Linked DNA regions of Mus musculus: regions 2 and 3 are each linked to region 1. The links are chromatin contacts, called in public Hi-C and promoter capture Hi-C maps. All regions are on one chromosome and are shown on one strand. Each heading gives the region's core, a stretch centred on a gene start, on an enhancer-like site or on the middle of the called end of the contact. The rest is flanking DNA. Distances are from core to core; before and after follow the strand shown.

Region 1 (3,835 bases), core at 633-3,132:
AAAGAGAACTTTTTCAGAATTTGAGTCTTTTTAAGCCACACATAGACTAAAGGTATGCTAGTTTTCGGTTATGATTTTCTGTAATGTTGTGATTTACTAACTGAATTGATTGGAATACTGCATTTTCCTGAAAAAGTGTTGTGGGTAAGCAATGCCTGAAATTATCCATTACTTTATAGTGGCTCACAATCCCCTAAACTGGGGAGAAAAAAAAAATCAGAGTAGTAAAGGATACAACCAATAAAAAGTCTCTTAAGTTGTAAAGGTAATCTAATATCAGGCAAGAGCTTGCTTTCCTCCCGTGCACAGGCCAAATGCAACCTTTCAAGATGCCTGAAAGCCACGTTCCGAATCAGTGCTGAAGTGTTCTATACTTCAGAACTTACAGAATGTTTACATAATACTTTATATTACCAACTTCAACTATTTAAAAACTTCCTAACACATCCAAATGTCACATAAAGAGTAGCTGTGTTTTTGTGTATACAACAGAATTTACATAGCAAGAAAAAAAAAACTTTAAAGACTGAATCCATTGTAGTCTTTGCATCTTTTCAATGCCTTTTCACATACACTCAAATTCTGACCTACCACATTCCGCACTTGTTTTAAAAATATCCTATCTTAACGTGTCTGTTTAAAAATAGCTTTCCTTTCATCCTTTCCCAATTATTTTTAAGTAGAAGTGTGCTTTTCATTTTCAAGTCACAGATTTCTTAGCCCCAACCACCCAAAAACTCACTTCATTCTTTCAAACTCCAAGGAAACAAACTCTGGAGTTCAATTTGAATCTCCAGACTTCCAGTACACACTCAGTTGCTGGCTCGATACAATCTTTCCTTGGGCCATTTCACAACCAAATGTGAGAAGCAATATAACAAACCAAGAGCATCTTGGGAGGGGACATCCACACACCTTCAAGAAAGTTTCCGGCTGCCTGCCCAGTTCCTGGCACTTTCTTAGACCAGGCAGGGCATGCCACCTGCATGGGTACACGGTCTCAGGAAGACACCAAAGGCTTAGGGAATGGAGGGCTGGAGAGAGGAGGCACAGGACAAACCAAAACACAACCCTGAGAGGCAGCTGACATTTCAGGATGAAGCTCCGAAATTCCACGGCCAGGGAGGCACCAGCCAAGCTCGGCCCTAACTACCTGGCACGATCCGCTCGTGTCCTGTCTTGGGGACACTCGGAAGGTGGAAAGTTTCCCCTTTCGGCCGTGCCAGGAGCGGGGCAGAGTGTGGGGAGGCGACAGGGGTCTGAGAAGTAGGTCTTCCCAGGCGGCCCCACCCGCTTACCTTGTGCGATGGCAATGGACTCGAAGCGGTGCAGCTCTTTGAGCAAGCAGCTCCTCTCCGTGGAGTGCAGGCTGTAGATGAAGTCGCGCGCGCCCTGCGCCGTGTTCAGCGCCTCCATGGGCTCCTTCTTGGGGTGTGTGCCCAGAAGCCGGGGACCGCCGGGAACCCCGAGCGCCAGCAGTCCCCGGCCGCAGCAGCACCAGGACGGCAGGCGGGGCGCGGCGGCAGGGCCGGGCCTCAGGCTGCGCGCCGTCCGGCTCCCCAGCAGCGGCAGCAGCCGGGACATGGCGCTGGAGCGCGACCCCCGCAGCGGTCCCAAGGGAAGACGGCTTCGGGGCGCAGCTGGACAGAGGCTCAGGAGCTGGGCTCAGCCCGGCCCCGCCCCGGGTCCTCCTGACGCGCGGCCCGGGCGCCCGACACCATGCACTCGGCGGGCCCGCGCGGCGACCGCCTCCCAGCCGTGCCCGCTCCGCTTCCCGCAGGCCGTGAGCCCGGGAAAACTTTCTGCGCCGCGGCCGGGCCGGGAGCTCGGAGCGGGCGGGCGGTGCGGGCGGGCGGGCGCCTCCCGGATGAGGAGCGGCGGCGCGGGCGAGCTCGGCGAGCGTGTCTGATCTTCCAGAGGGATGAGTCACCGCGCGCCGCCCTCCTCCGGCGCCGCCCTCCGCCGCCGACCGCTTTCCCACCCTCTGGCCTCACGCCGGCCTCACTCGGTAGGGCTGCTGCGCCCTCAAAGCAACCGCGCCGTGACAATCAGGCCCGAGCCGCAGCCGCCACCCCTAGCGGCGGAGCCCGGGATAGGAGGGCGGGGCGGCAGGGACTGGGCGGGGACTGGGCGGGGCCACGCAGGCGCATAGCCGCTTGGGAGGGAGCTCATCCTGGAGTCTCCACCCACTCCTTTGCGTGGCAAGGAAAGGAAGGGGTGCTTACCCCGTCAGACGGCATCCGCCTGTGTTAAATGCACGGCAGAGAGCAGCAAAATAGAGTTCAGGGCTGGATGCCCGGCGGGGTGGTGCAGCTCCCGCACTGCTCTCCGAAGCACCGTCCTAAATCTGGAGTTCGGACGGCCCTGGAGGAGCAGCCGGATGGATAAGAGCCTCGTGGGGTCACCGCACCCAGCCCAGGCCTGCGGGACATGAAGCACAAAGAGCCGCACCCTTCGCCAAGCCAGAGAGTGCCCACCGAGGCCAGACAGTGCGGCGCTGAAACGCCCTCTCTGGCAGCACCCTGGGGAAGGCGGCAGGGCCGGCTCAACCCGTCCCAAAAAGAGGAGGGTGTGAGGCTGAGACTTAAGATTTGGGGAGGAGAATACTCTTCCCTGACCCGACAGCTGTTTACTTGGAGATTGTCAACTCTGGAGCCAGGGCGAGAATGTCATAAACCTTTATCGAATGGTCTCTGGGGATTTATGTCCCTCTTTTGGTGCCACGCGGAGGAGAGACTCATCCCTCTTGCCCAGATCCTAGATATTTGCAAGGCCAGGGTCAAATGTCACCTCCTTCATGAAACGTTCCCTTCTTTGTAAGGAAGATCACTGCTTTATCTGAACCTATCTGAGGACACTTAGGCACCCTATCTTAGAAAAATAAATCTGCTTAGACGATAAATCTACTCAAGTGTAATCAAGATCCAAATCCCCTCCTTATCGTAACCACTGCTGCAGCTCAGAACCTTGCATGAAGTGAATGTGCTATAAGCACGTAAGACAGCACAGCCAGTCCCACAGCTGTGGTTTTGAACTTGCAAATGCAATGAACCTCAGACCAAAAGTACTTGGAAAAAAAAGATGTATCTGCAGACTTTCTCATTATTCCGTTAATGGAACAGTGTAACAACTATTTCCGTGCACCTACACTGTATTGGTTATTATAAGTAATCCAGAGATGATTTAAAGTATGTCGGAGAGTCCAATCAGCTGTACTTTTATAAACCCTTCAGTTAAAATTAATGTCCTCAAGAGTGAACGGGAGGGGGGACGGGGGGGGGGAGGCTAACTGGGGGGGGGGGGGAGACCCTCCCCTAGAGTGGGTGGCACCTTCTGCCGGGTGGCCTAGAGAAGAAGAGGACTCCTCGAAACTCTGAAATTCCCATATTGCTTCTTTACACTGCCTTCAATTCTTACCAGAGAACGTGTCCACCTTTGTTCCTACTGCTGCCCTCCACTGACACCACTGTTCCCTTCTACAGCCTTCTGAGCTGGAATGACAACCAGAAACCCTTCAGGACTCTTCCAAGTCCCAAGCACCAGATTTGGACTGTGGCCAAATCCAGCTTCATGTACAGTGTGTGTGTGTGTGTTGTGGGAGCGGGGGGGGGGGGGGGGGGGAGGGTCCTGCAAGCTCTACAGCAGCAGGGAAATGAACTACCAGAGCCTCAGCTCAGCCAGCAGTCAGCTGGTGCTGATTCAGACTTCTGGAGTCTGACACCAGACCAGTTTATTTTAGACTTATTTAAATAAAGTACAATTTTGGAAAAGTTTCTTGGTAACAATTATCCCAATCCCACCTGCACAATAAAGCTTAAAGCTACACTGAAACTAA
Region 2 (3,835 bases), core at 847-3,346, 110 kb after region 1:
CCAGTGACTCTAGGAGCTTCTGGGCACCTGGCTCCCTCTTCTGGCCTTTCCAGGTATCTATCTGCACACATACCCACTCCCATATGGCTAAAATAAATCAACTTTTAAGTTTAATATTCAATGTCCATAAAACTTTATTGAGGCATGGACACACTGAGTTGTTTATATACTAAGTCTGCTTTCAAATAACAAGGTATAAGACAAAAAGGAAAAAAAAAAACCCAAAACTGCATTCTCTGCCACACTCTCAGATCCACAACATTAAATATATTTTAAATTGTATTATAACATTGCAAGTAACAAACCTTCATTCCAACTGGGCAATGGTGGCGCACGCCTTTAATCCCAGCACTTGGGAGGCAGAGGCAGGTGGATTTCTGTGTTCGAGGCCAGCCTGGTCTACAGAGTGAGTTCAGGACAGCCAGAACTACAGAGCAACCCCGTCTCAAAAACAACAACAAAAACCCTTCATTCCGCTTTTTAATATATATTATTGCTCCACAAAATAAGGTTTCCTCACTTATTCTGTAAGTCTGTGTGAGCCCTTCTCTTTAGTTCTTTGGATAAGCAACCACGAACCTGGAAACGCCCAGCGTAGACTCTTAACAACCAGGAACAGGGACAGACAGTATGAGGTGAGGAGTGAGGGCTCTTGTGCCCTCTCCAGGACATACCACTTCCTAGCACATCACATCAAGAACCCAGAACACCTAACCTTCACTTCAGGCTTTCTCACAGAGTTTTTGAAAAACCTGCTAACATTCTCCCCACGTTTGCTTTGACTGGCCATAGGCCTCACGTCTCTGGTGTGGAAACTAACTCACGACTAGATTTCTCACAACTCCATATTTAAATACAGTGTCTTGGGAAAATATATTGCTTAAGGTGTCTCTCAGATTTTACTGTATAACCTTAACCACTCTCCTGATTCCACTTTTGAGTGCTCGGAGGATGTCTCTATTTGGATGTCCTTTAACTCACGAATGGACCTAATCTATTAGATCCAGATGGCCTAGGTATTTCTTAACCTGCCATCTTTGGGTCTTCACTTCCCACAACAGGCATGAACAGTCAGTGCTAAATGCTATGCACAACCATCCCATTTCTCTTTTTCTATTCTTTTCCCTGTTTGCAAAACCTGAAATACTTACATTCGTCCCCTTATCTGCCACAAAATCTACAAAACGACTATCAGGGTAACCTCCTCCCTGTCACTTCCCACCCTTAAATAGCAGGGAAAGTCCACAACGACGAGGTTCATACTGAGACTACCCACATCGGTATCCCAGAAGGCAAGACTCTTTCCGTACAACTGGCACTCAAAGATTTGCTGAAAAGCCTTCATTGGAACGCCACTCCCAATAGAAGTGAAATTTAAGTAATCGAGACTTTAGGGTTCCAAGTTATCCTTCCAACCCTGACTCTTACAATGTCCCCCATTTTGAATCCTTGCCGCACTCTCCAGCTGTCGGATGGATCGTGGAACTTGCGAGGCGACACAATTTGCCACCCCCTCCCGTCTGAGGACTCCCGTTTATGTCTAGATGGCCTGTGAGCAGGACTTGGCCACATTCCCGGGACTCAATGTCAAGCCTCCCAGAGTTGTCTGTGGTATGAAGGGATGACTGAGTGAACCGGTACCTTGGAGGGACTGTCAGGCCGGCCATGTAGAAGAGTTCACGAAAGACAGAAGAAAAGTGATTGGCTTGGGGGGCGGTGCTTTTTGAGAGATGGGAGGACTCGGGGACTAGCCCATGCTAGGCGATCAGTCTACGGCTGAAGCACACCCCACACCTATTCCTCTCTTTCCAGTTGAATTAAACACACACAAAAAAAGCACAAGTCACAATGATTCATTGCCCGGGAATGCTCATAAATGAACATGCACTAGGGAAACCATCCTCCAGCAAGAACCAGATCAGTCATTGCCAGCACGCGAGGCCTCCGGGCATCTTCCGTGCCCTGGAAAGGCCATGCCGCGAAAAGGGGACCCGGGACTGTCAGCGAGGCTCACGACCAAGACAAACCTGCCCTTACCCACGAACTTGAAGAGACTCATGACGGCGCGGCAGGCTCCTCCCAGGGAAAAGCGGAAGTGGCTCAGAGCACGCTCGTCCTTCCGGTTCCGCCTCACAACCGCCCGCTTCCGGGTTCCCGGCAGCCCCCGCGGCGGCCGCTGAAGGTGAGCCGGACGCTATGGCGTTCTGCGCTCCCCCGGCCTACCTGACCCACCAGCAGAAGGTGCTGCGGCTGTATAAGCGCGCGCTGCGCCACCTCGAGTCATGGTGTATCCACAGGTGGGGAGAGGGGACCCGGGGCTCGGGGACGGAAGCCGAGGGGCCCCGTGGGCCAGGCTGATCAAGGACTTGGGGGACACAGTGAAGGGAGCCCGCCCTTGAACCCGGGTCCCGATGCAGTCCTCTCTGCTTGATCTGGCGGAGATGATTGTGTGGGGCGCAACCAGGACCCAGCGTAGAAAGTTGCATGAAGAAATAAAAAGTACCTAGGACTGTCATTGTCATGGATCTAAAGCTAACGTTTTTATGACTCTGTCGTCCCTAACCTTAACAGTAATTTGTCCATTATCTTTAGTTTGCAGAGTAACTCAGATATTAGTGATTATTTTAGCCTGATTTTACAGATAAGCAGGCTCATTCTATTCCACCTCCTACGTCATTTTATTTCTTTAACCATTGTTACTAGTCTTCTCGTTAAGTCTCATACGGTGGCATATGTTGGGGGAGACAGATATTCTCCATTACATTATGAGTTTGAGGCTAGGCCAAAAAAAAAAAAATACCCTTCTTACAAACAAACAAACAACAATATAGTGTTAAAACGTGTAGACTTTCATGACCTAAAAGAAATGCAAGGGGCAGTGACAACCGAAGATGTGTAAGTCCCATACCGCTACACTCTTACCCTAAAACCTAATCCCACAAGGAGGACTTCCAAGAAAAAGATGGAAAATCAAGTAACCCTGTAAGACCTGCAGAGGGTAACCCTGGAATCCTAGGATACAAGTTTGTGGTTACATCTCTTTGTTATGCAGGCTGGTGCAGTGTACAATGCTGAACAGTTGCTAGCTTCTTTCCTAAGTTTTTCTTATTTATTTAACAGAATTTGCAATTCAGCGTCCATTCTGGATGGCAAATAAATGACAGTTAACCCTTGATTTTGAGCTGCAATCCCATGGATTAACGGGGAACGTGACGGGGAAACTCAGAAGGAACAGTGTTACTGAAGAAGTTAAGACTTCAAGAATCCAGACAGTGTTATAGTACAGTTGGAGATATTAGGGCTCATATTCATGGAGGGAATAATCAAACTAGCTACTATGACAGCACTAACAGATTTGAAAGCTGACATCTTTTCTTAGTCCTTGTCCGCATCAGTTCCCTTAAAACAAAACAAACAAAAAAACCCGTGTTGATATCACCTGTGTGACAACCTTGCCTTCCTCCTTGTTGGGACAGCACTGCTGGCATGCTAGGCCAGCTGGCCTGTAAACTTGTGGGCATCTGTCACATCCTGTCGTCCTGAGGAGGGGTGCTGGGACCACTGATGTGTGCTCCCATGTCTAGCTTTACGTGGGTTTTAGGACTCCAAACTCGGTCCTAATGCTTGCATGGTACTTTACCTACTGAGCCACATCCCCCTAGCCCTCATTTGTCTTCTAGGACATTCACTGGTTCCGCCTAAGGCTCTGTCTTAGGCACTGTGTCTCCTTAGGATGTCCTCAGTGTTGGTGCTTGAATTAGCTGTATTTCTAGTTGTCTATGAGGTCATCTGCTATCTACTAAACTGAGTTTATCCAAATTCTTTAAAACCAAGC
Region 3 (3,835 bases), core at 400-2,899, 94 kb before region 1:
TTCCCACTAAGCCCTACCTTCAGTATTGCTGAGTCCCGGGACAAGCACATGCACAGCCCTATAGCAAAAGCTTTATATCGAGGTCGCTCACATCATTGAAGGTGAGGGTAATGAGAGAGAGATGAAAGCTCCAACTCCCCCACATGGTTCTAATCCATCCTTGCAGGCTCCAAATCATCCTTGCTCTCTATGCACAGCCATCCTTTCCTCTTAGCGTCTAGCCATGCTTCCCTAGGGCAGCTTCAGGCCCAGCACCAGCACAGGAACAAGCTTGTATAGACTCCACCCCAAGCCATTGCACAAGGCTCAGGCTCCATGCTACCTCCCTTAGCCACAACACTCAGTACATAGAGCCAGTGGAGAACGGGTCACCCAGTGAAGAACAGAGCAGCAGAAGTTCTGGGCTCTTCTAAAAGATTGGATTGTTACACAGTCAATAAGTTAGCAGCTTCTAACACTACTTTCCAAAACCCACTTATCCATTGCTGTGGGGTGCATTTTTATTTCAGGCCAGTATTTTCATCTTAGTTCAAATCAACTCCCTAGGCATCGTCCTCAACTAACCTCAAGCTCCATTTGACAACCGTCCTAATGCCATAGCTTCCTTATTATTATAGGCACAGCACTTGGTAGAGAAAAGGTAAACGTTTGAAGTGGTAACATCTGTGTGGGTGAATACAATTGTAGAATGAAATTTGGGCCTTGGAGTCCTAACTGGGCATTGGTCTTGGGCCCCTGCTTGCTTCTCGATCACTTGGCTTTAGTCACATTATTAACTCTCCCAAGCCTCTTTTGTCCTCTATAAAGTGGGAGGATAATCCCCATATTCCCTTGTTTGTGTAAAAGTTAAATAATAAAATGTATATAAAATGTATATAAAGAATTTTCTCTAGGAGTTTTAAGCACTTAATAATATATCAAATATGTGTGTGTGTGTGTGTGTGTGTGTGTGTGTGCCAGTGTGTGTGTGTGTGTGTGTATGTGTGTGTGTATGTGTTTCTCATTAGGAACCATTATTTGGGGGGGGGATATTATATCTTAGACCCCAGAAACTAGGATAATATACGTGTTTGACACACAATGGAAAACTAGATCAGCGGATGGATGAATTGATGGATGGATGGATGGATGGATGGATGGATGGGTGCATGGGCAGATGGCCTCCAGATTAGAAGAGCTAGTGAAGGGAAAATGGACCTGACTTTGAAGCAGAAGGTGTGTCAAGGACACCCCTGCAGAGAAATCACTCCAAACTTCTGCAGTATTAGGTTCTGCCAGATTTTTGTCCTTGGTTCCCCGGGGTTTGATCTTCAGCCTCCATGCTCAAACAGATTTCTTTCACCGAATTGTATTCTTCAAACCCTACCCATGAAGATAGTACCAGGTGTTTACAGTAGCTTCACAAGGCTAAAATCATGATCTGTGTCCTCGCTTTACAGACAGGGAGGTTGAGAGTCGGGGAGGCGCAGCTGCCTGTTCATCCCGTGGCCTAATGCAACGGAAGAACTCACAGGCCATGGGGGAAGCTGCTTTTCTAATTCTACAAAGCTACTGAGACCGAAATGTAGTCTTTCAGACATCCTTTACTGCCTCTCCAAGGGAGACTTAGAGTCTAATTCTTGGGTGTTTTTTATCAGCCATCTTTTGGTACAGAGGAGGGAACATATATCAACTTTATAACCAGACATCTGAGCTAACTCCTGCCTCTGCCCCTGACTATCTAAGCCTGCAGTCAAGACACTTTATCTCTGATTTGTAGGCTTGCAATAATTAGAAAACTGAGACAAATCTCTCTGAGTCATAGTTTCACAATAATTATAAAACTAGGCGAATGTCCCGATTTCATCCTTAATTGTGACGATCCAGCAGTGTTTGCATGCCAGTCAAGACTCAATCATTAATAACCCTCACTGCCCATCTCCACTCAGAACAGTGAGAAATAATAAGCCAAGAATTAAGAGCACAGACTTCGGGACCAGACAGCCTGGGTTTAAACTCCAGCTTCGCCAGTTGTTGCTTAGCTTCTCCACACGTCAGCTTGCTCTCCTGTAAAAATCTTGCTGATAATGAACAGAGGTATCTTCCTCACAGTGCTATTTTATGACCAAAGAGTTAACAAATGTCACACACTTAGGATGCCTGCCTATGTACTGGGGTTACTAGTTTGATAAACTTTCATTTAGGAAGCAATGGCAGAAATACTGCAGGAAGACAGGCGGCGATGGCCTCATCCAGGTGGGAAGCAAACGTGACTTTAACTTTCATCCCCCTCCCTACTTGTTTAAGACTGTCCCAGCACTTGGTCACTCTTGAATGGAGACAAATCAACTAGATAGAAAAATAAAACATCTAAAGAGCCCTTTGGGTCTGGGCTGTGGCCAGGCACGAAGTCCCAAAGCACACAGAGGACAGACATAGTAGGTAAGGCTACTTAACCTGCTCTATTCGTACAGGGATGGGTGACACTACCTGAGCTGAGCCCTGATGGAAAGATGAGCAGGCAGACCTGAGGATGCCCACAGATGGAAGGCAGAAGGGCTCTTAGGTGCTGGCCACGCTGAGAACTTTAGATGGATGCACGTACCTACACAGGAAAGCACTGAGCTGTAGGTCTGTGCTCCCATCTCAGAGGGTTTGGTTGTTTTTATTGGATTTATTGCTTTGTTTTGTCTCTGGTACTGGGAGGTGCTTACATATGCCAATCGAGTGGTCTGCCTCTGAGTTACAGTCCCTGTGTCTCAAGGTTTCCTTTGTTGTGAAGAGACACCATGAGCAAGGCAAGTCTTATAAAGGAGACAATTAACTGCGGCTGGCTTACAATTGCAAAGTTTCAGCCCATTAGCATCATAGCAGGAAGCATGGAAGCTTGCAGGCAAAAACATGGTGCTGGAGCACCATGCATGGAGCCAAGAGTTCTACATCTTGGTCTGAAGGCAGCCAGGAAGAGACTCTCTTCTGCAAACAGCCAGGAGGAGGATCTCTTCCGCACTGAACGGAGCTTGAGCATCAACCTCAAAGCCAACCCCCAAAGTAATGCATTTCCTTCAACAAGGCCACACCTACTCCAACAAAGCCACACCTCCTAATAGCGCCCCTTCCCATGGTCCAGAAATATTCAAACCATCACACCCTCCCACACCTCATTACAAATATCTGACATGCCTACTATCTTCAAAATGAAGGAGGATCTCTGAAGTCTCCCGGCTTGCCCTTCTGTCTATCATACTCAGGGACAGCCTGGAATTGGATTCGGAGCCAAGCACTCACAAACCCCAGAGGGGTAAAAGTGATGACTCAAGAACTGGTCCCAGCTTGTCAAGCTCGGTGTTCACTGGAATGCAAACAAAGATGATGTTAGTGAATACTGAGAGAGAAATCAAGGTAGCCTGAGCTGGATCAGCCCACATGCGCACGCTCCATTAGCTCACTGCCCTCAAGTTCCCTAGCCATTAAAACAGCATTATGTTAGAAAAACGCCCCTGGGAGAGCGCAGGGCCCCATAGCAGCTTTTATGGTCATTCTAACCTCTGCTGGGAGATGCTAAATCTTCACAAACACCATCTCCAGAATTTTACAGGAAGAATTCTGAGTAAGAAAACACAGGAAAAACTTGAGGTCTAAGCTGGTTTTACTGCCTGCAGCTCAACCCAAAAGCGCCACTCTCTGCATCGTTCTTGCCCTCCCTGGTTTGGCTCTCTCCTAATCCTCCTCACAGAATGACATGGTCTATTCATTGTTCAAGTTTGTCTTCCCTCTATAGGAATACGAACCCCGTGAAGCAAAGGACTTTCCCAGCTTGTCTTTCCCTCATGACATTTGCATGTGATATTTACTG

The links. Hi-C and Micro-C count contacts between places; a contact is called where the count stands out from the background. Capture Hi-C pulls out chosen DNA fragments and counts their contacts.
Region 2: a promoter capture Hi-C map of adipose tissue shows a contact between it and region 1. The contact joins the promoter of Tatdn1 here to the promoter of Tmem65 in region 1. A contact is called at or near these places in 4 of 39 promoter capture datasets (the C10 cell line, HPC-7-derived erythroid cells, liver and 1 more), 24 of 484 Hi-C or Micro-C datasets (CD4 T cells, CD8 T cells, the G1E-ER4 cell line and 17 more), 4 of 115 datasets of contacts at active chromatin or transcription factors (the SCID.adh cell line, effector CD8 T cells, embryonic stem cells and 1 more) and 3 of 9 other capture datasets (adipose tissue, liver and pancreatic islet).
Region 3: a Hi-C map of uterus shows a contact between it and region 1, with 1.9 times the contacts expected there. The contact joins the enhancer-like site here to the promoter of Tmem65 in region 1. A contact is called at or near these places in 2 of 39 promoter capture datasets (cranial neural crest and hematopoietic stem and progenitor cells), 2 of 15 datasets of contacts at CTCF or cohesin (CD8 T cells and embryonic stem cells), 9 of 484 Hi-C or Micro-C datasets (the HL-1 cell line, the N1E-115 cell line, bone marrow-derived macrophages and 3 more), 11 of 115 datasets of contacts at active chromatin or transcription factors (the SCID.adh cell line, bone marrow-derived macrophages, embryonic stem cells and 5 more) and 1 of 9 other capture datasets (pancreatic islet).

Annotation. Positions count from the first base shown.
Region 1 is chr15:58,821,545-58,825,379 of GRCm38.p6, forward strand. It overlaps Tmem65 (transmembrane protein 65), which reads right to left and starts at 1,883. Exons shown (of 7, transcript NM_175212.4): 1 at 1,299-1,883. The coding sequence starts at 1,584.
Region 2 is chr15:58,931,642-58,935,476 of GRCm38.p6, forward strand. It overlaps Tatdn1 (TatD DNase domain containing 1), which reads right to left and starts at 2,097. Exons shown (of 12, transcript NM_001368428.1): 1 at 2,038-2,097. The coding sequence starts at 2,059. Ndufb9 (NADH:ubiquinone oxidoreductase subunit B9) reads left to right here and starts at 2,160. Exons shown (of 4, transcript NM_023172.4): 1 at 2,160-2,297. The coding sequence starts at 2,197. Gm36559 (a long non-coding RNA gene) reads right to left here and starts at 1,635. Exons shown (of 2, transcript XR_875364.2): 1 at 1-1,635.
Region 3 is chr15:58,728,177-58,732,011 of GRCm38.p6, forward strand. No RefSeq gene overlaps it. Among named protein-coding and RNA genes, the nearest start is that of Gm41329, 30 kb to the right of the region's middle. Within about 2 kb of position 1,650, at least 2 of the 459 cell types and tissues checked have an H3K27ac peak or open chromatin away from gene starts, as enhancers often do. A contact at or near this core is called in uterus, where this site is marked.